Linked DNA regions of Pan paniscus: region 2 is linked to region 1. A link is a contact called in public Hi-C data. All regions are on one chromosome and are shown on one strand. Each heading gives the region's core, a stretch centred on a gene start, on an enhancer-like site or on the middle of the called end of the contact. The rest is flanking DNA. Distances are from core to core; before and after follow the strand shown.

The links. A called contact is a pair of places that touch in the nucleus more often than the background predicts.
Region 2: a Hi-C map of induced pluripotent stem cells shows a contact between it and region 1, with 6 times the contacts expected there. The contact joins the promoter of ETV6 here to the promoter of LOC100987431 in region 1. A contact is called at or near these places in 2 of 3 Hi-C or Micro-C datasets (fibroblasts and induced pluripotent stem cells).

What each region holds. Positions count from the first base shown.
Region 1 is chr10:16,240,470-16,243,487 of NHGRI_mPanPan1-v2.0_pri, reverse strand. LOC100987431 (10 kDa heat shock protein, mitochondrial-like) reads right to left here and starts at 1,394. Exons shown (of 1, transcript XM_034935378.1): 1 at 1,137-1,394. The coding sequence starts at 1,394. The coding sequence ends at 1,137.
Region 2 is chr10:16,962,641-16,965,658 of NHGRI_mPanPan1-v2.0_pri, reverse strand. ETV6 (ETS variant transcription factor 6) reads right to left here and starts at 1,579. Exons shown (of 8, transcript XM_063593357.1): 1 at 1-1,579. It also overlaps the pseudogene LOC129393496.

The DNA.
Region 1 (3,018 bases), core at 145-2,644:
AGGTAGGATTCCTTTTTCTCTTTAAATAAAAGAAGATATGACTAGGAGGAAAGGGCAGATGCCAAGAGAAGAAGTACAATTAGATGTTAGAATTATCTAGTTTTATCTAATTATATAGAATCATTCTGGATAATTATTTAGAATTATTTAAGATAATTTTTTAGAATTATCTAAAATCTAGAGGTAACTAGAGTTAGGGAAAATTAAACTTATAAAATACTAAGCATAATGCTTAAACCCTGTTTTCTCATGATGATTTCCTTGAAAGAAAGAACCTGTAATAATTTGAGCTAGTTTTCATCATACTGTGATTATGGATTATGCTTCTGTATGTATTAGAGTTTTATTTTCATTAATGATGCTAGGGTGTCACCCTGTGGTAAATGTAGGTATAGCTTTGATGCAACCCACTTTATACATCATCCTATTTCTAGATATCAATTGCAACCATTTTCATGGTCCTTTTATTTTGTTCTTAATGTGGCTTCCTACTTTAAGTTTATTTTTAAGTAATATATAACATTGAAAACATATAAGACCAAATATAGAATGTAAACTACAAAAAGGAATATTAGATAAACTAATAAGAATGAAAAAAATAGGTTCTTAAAACTAAAAACATGATTTTAAAATTTAGCTGAAAACTTTGTAATGACACCTGAGGTTGACTTGTAAATATTTCAATTTTAAATTATGTTTTATATTATTTGTATGTGAAAAATGGTACTTTTTAAAATAATAAAATCCATAAGCATGGAGAGGTTCAAATGATAAATGTACAATAGTTACTATTAATCTTATTCCAAGCACTACTTTTTTAATGTTCATTGCAATAGCATGACATATAATAGATGCAAACATAACTATGAAAAAATAATTCAACCAAGTATATTCCATTCGTGCTCATTTCATCTGGCTCCTTTTAATCTCTTTTTATTTGATTCAAATAACTTAGTCATTATTATTTGTGTCATTATTTATCATTAGCTTAGTGTAAAAGAGAGATATATAAATTATTTACATGATGAAAGATTTCAGAACTTCAGTGGAATGGGAAGCTTCGTGTTGATGCTATTTCAACAGGATTTATTTCAGTCTACATACTTCCCAAGAATGTCACCATCTCTAAATGAGAACTAATCCTTGTCATCTACTTTGGTGCCTCCATATTCTGGAAGAAGAACATTATCTCTAACGTTCACACGAACTGGTTGAATCTCTCCACCCTTTCCTTTAGAGCCTGATCCAACAGATACTACTGTGGCTGCCAATACTTTTCCTTGAGATTTTTCCAGAAGCATAATGGCTCCTTTGGTTACAGTTTTGGCGGCACACCTTTCAACCAATACTTGGTCAAAGAGTGGAAGTAACTTTCTAAACACTTGTCCTGCCATGAGCCCTCTATCGCCGACTTTTACTCTGCTCTCATACAGTACTGCAAAGAGAGACTGACTCCCTTGGTCATTATCTTAATCCTGCGGGTCTATGGAATGTGTATCACTTGTTTGTATTACATAATCTATCAGTAAAGACGTCGAATTTAGTACTTCTTTTATGTACTACCTTACTAAGTATATTCGACCCTTACTCAGATGGTCTGTTACCTAAAGGCAGTAAGTCACATCACATGTTTCTTTTGCACCCTCTACATAATAGGTATTCAGTAAATACATTCTTAATTTAAGATTAGTAAGTTGAAGAAGGCTTATCTTTACAATTCTATAGAAAAAAACTTCTTTAATCAATTTAATTAGCATTCTAAAATTGTATTTTAATTGACCAAAGTGACAAGTGTATCAACAAGAAATTGTCCTTTGATTATTTCAATTAACTATTAGAAATGCTATTCAAAATAAGCTAAATATCTCCCTGAAATTTCAATACCACATGATTAAAATAATAAGGCAAGACTCTTGAGAAAGGATAAGAGAAATCTTAGAAATGTTAGGGTGTAGTCGTTGTTAATCTGTACTACTGATTAGAAGAACCGACATCGTATGTAACTGAGAAGAGAAATCAATACACTAAAAAGACAAATATGAAGTGGAATCATGATTTAACAAGTCATGTGCTGAGTAGATTGTCTAGTCAGTTGTTATGTTGGAATTAGGGTTGAAATCGTAATATAATTCTGTTACATCTTGTTCTCTATGGTCTAGGAAAAAGGAAAGGAAAAACATGACTGAAGCAAAAAAGACAATTTAGTTGCTAACATGTCTCAAAACTTTATAACTGTCATCATATCAGACTTACCATTTTCTTGGTTTCAAACTTCTTCCTGGGTTGTGCCCAAAGCCAGTGAGGTAGCTAAAAGAAAGAAAGAAAATATCTTTAAATCAGACTCATACTTCCCACTCTGCTGCAGAAATTTGGGGATCCTCACTTATATAGCTTATAGAGAACAATAACAGCATTGCTGCTACCCAGGAATGGCCCCTGGAGTTTGAGGTGGCTTTAACCGGAACATTTCCTTCCTATGATTTACCACCTATTTCATGGTGTTCTGTGTTACTAACAATTGTCAAATGATATATGGATTCTGCTGTCTTCCTTAACTGTGACAAGAATGATAAACACAAAAAGGTTAAGATAACACAAATGTAATTGCCTGATGACCCAAAAACTCTTTTGGGAAAGGATCTAGGAGAACTTTCTGATTTGTCAGTAGAAAAAAAGGAGTCACAAAGGAGCATCAGAGAAAGCATCTATAATAGAGAGACCCACGTTAATGTATAATATCTAATGTAAGATTTAATTTAGTTCATAGAAATTCAATTTAAAAATAAAGATGGATGACACGTTATGCATTCCCTTAGCAAAAACGTTGGAAGTGAGATGTTGGAAGTTGTATAGAGGATCCAGAGAACAATGTGGTGAACAATGGCATTTTTTCACAACACCTCGAAAGGAAAATTAAGACAAACTTGCCTCCATAGAAGGAAATTAGGAAGTAAAAAAAAAAAATGTTGGTTCTCACATAAACACAAAACATCAAATCCAATGATTTCCATGAACTCA
Region 2 (3,018 bases), core at 330-2,829, 720 kb before region 1:
AAAATAAAAGCTGGGTGCAGTGGCATGCCCCTGTAGTAGTCCCAGCTACTTGGGATGCTGAGGTGGGAGGATTGCTTGAGCCCAGGAGTTTGATGATTGTAGTGTACAATGATTGCATGCCTCTGAGTAGTCACTGCACTCTAGCCTGGGCAACATACATCTCTAAAAGAGTAAGTAAGCAAATAAAATAAATTTTTTAAAATGAGAAGATAAGCCACAGACTGGGAGAAAATATTTATGACACTTGCTAAAAAAGGGCTAGTATCCAGAATATATAAAGCACTCTTACTACTTAATAATAAGACAAATAATTCAGAAAAAAATGGTGAAAAGATTTGAACAGACACCTAAATAAGGGTGGTGTATAAGTGCATGAAAAAATACTCAACATTATTATTCACTAGGGAAATGAAACTTAAATCCACAGTGAGATACCATAAAACACTCATGAGAATGACTAAAGTTAAAAAGACAGACAATACCAAGTGATGGTGAGAAGGTGAAGGAAATGGATCTCTCATGGATTTCTGGTAAGAATTCAAAATAGTAGCACCGTTTTGGAAAACGGTTTGTTAGTTACCTAAAAAGTTAAACATAAAGTGCCCATATGACCCATCAGTTCCACTCCCAAGAGGAATGAAAATATATGTCTACACTAAGGCCTGTATGTAAATGTTTACAGTTGATTCATCCATAAGAGCCACAAACTGGGAACAACCCAAATGTCCATCACCTGATGAAAGGAAAAACAAATTTTGGCATACCCACACGGTGGCATATTACTCAACAACAAAAGGAACAGACTGTAGATCCCCATGCCAGCATGGATAAATCTCAAGAGCATTTCATTAAATGAAAGAAATCAGACATGAAAGACTACATACTATATGACTTCACTCGTGTAATATTCTGAAAAAAGTAAAACTGTAAACATAGAAATCAGAGAACAGGAGCCAGGAGTTGGGAGTCAGAGGTGGGGATTGACTTTAAAGATAGGGGAACCCTTTGGGGTGTGAAACATTTCCTATATGTTGATGGTGATGGTGCGTAAATGACTATATACAATTGTCAAAATTCATCAAGGTGTACACTTCAAAAAGATAAAGTTACTGTCCTCCCACTGCTGAATTTGACTGGCTTAAAAAACATAAATGTTACTGTATATAAATTATAACTCAAAAGTGATGAATAAAGGGGAAGAGAGCACAGAAGTTCTGTATTCTCCCAGAACTTTAGCAGGTAACTTGACTGTCCCAGTAATATTCTGAATAATTTTTAGCCGTATGAAGAATAATTAGCAGGTACCTTGACTGTCCCAGTAATTATTCTTCATATGATTAAAAATTATTCATGTCTGTCCATAGTGCTTCACTGAAGTCAAGCTGTAACTTTACATGCTGAAAAAAGAAAAACAAGGAGAAAAAAATGAGACGATCTAAGGATGGATACTGGGATTAAAAAATAAAAACAGTTTATTTTATTTTCACAGAAAAAGCCTGACCTGTTGAGCAAACTTCTTGATGGTGAAGGGCATGAGGATCCCATCTATTATTGACTAAACATTTATAAAGCAAAATTGTTCTACTTTGTTGTAATGATCACTGTATCTATGTTTTTCAGGTTCTACAGAGAGTACTACTAGATGGAAGCAGCTGTAATAAACCAGAGATCGTAAAGCAGTAAATTCTACAGGATAGCCTTTATTTGTAGCCTTCAGCCCTTCTTCAGAGCTCCCTCTTCCTCTCCTTTCAGATAGAAAAATGATTTGGAAAAAAAACTACCCAAGATATTTGAAGTTTAATGGGTTAGTCCTCTGTGGGAATGAGCCTCCAATGAAAGATGCTTAACACAAAGAAATTTCCTGTTAATAATGGTTTGTCACTTCAGTGGGGAAGGAATGGCCCAAAGCAGCCTCCTTTTTGACTCCTTGAATTGTATCCTGTCAGTGATAATTTCCACTGCTGAGGTGCTCATTCTAGGCAGCATCTAAAGAAAGTTTTGTATTTCTTTCTGGTGAGTATCTTTTTCAATGTTTTAGCTTACAAAAGATGAGTTAAAAGGCAGGGATATACTGGAAGATGGCTCACCTAGCTGTTATCACTGGCAGTACGATCTGATAGCTTTCCTTGTAGCTCTGGGGTTGGTTAACAGGTTTGGTTAACTCTGGTTGTATGCTCACAGATTAATTTAATGCTCCATCCTCAGTCCTGTTTTAGTCTCAAGCTTCATGTTCTTCCCTGGTGAAGTAATCATCTTCCACACCTTCAGCTACCACCACTATGCTGACAATTACCAAATCCATCTGTCTTGTGTCAAAAACGATATATTTGGCCACCTACTGGGCACCTCCAATGGAATGGTAGGTAGACCTTTGTGAAACATGTATGCTTCCCATTATATTTCTTATTTGGGGATAGCACAAAGATCTATTCCGTCACCAAGGTCAGAAAATTGAGATTCAACTTTCTCTCCTTTTCTCTTATCACCTGTATAAAATCAGGCTCCAAATCCTGAAGAATCTAAGTTCTTCATATTATTTCAAAACATTTGCTCCCATCCTCCTGTTCCCTGCCTTATTTCTTATCCCTCTGATCTCTTACACAGAGTCTACCACCTGTACTGGATGTTTATCTTTTATTTTTTGACCTTTCCAGAATCTAGCCTCTTACTTCCTATTTTGGGGATCCTCTAGTTGTTCCTCCAATACCTATTTCCCTTCTTCCTAGTAGTAGGATTATAATTGCCCACATGGCCACACAGGATCCTGACTTTGTTAGTTTTTCTTGTAGCTAGGTGTGGCTATGTCATGAAGTTCTGGACAATGGCATGTGACTGGAAGAGAGATATGCCACATCCAGGTTGTGCTCTTAAAAGAAAGGAACATGCCATCTCATTTTTCCCCCTTGCTCCTGCTAGCTGGAATGGAAAAGTGATGGTGGGAATCGGAGGAGCCATCTTGGGCTGTGCAATGGAACCCGTGAAGTATTGCAGAGTGAAAAGGCAGAGGGAGGCTGGGCC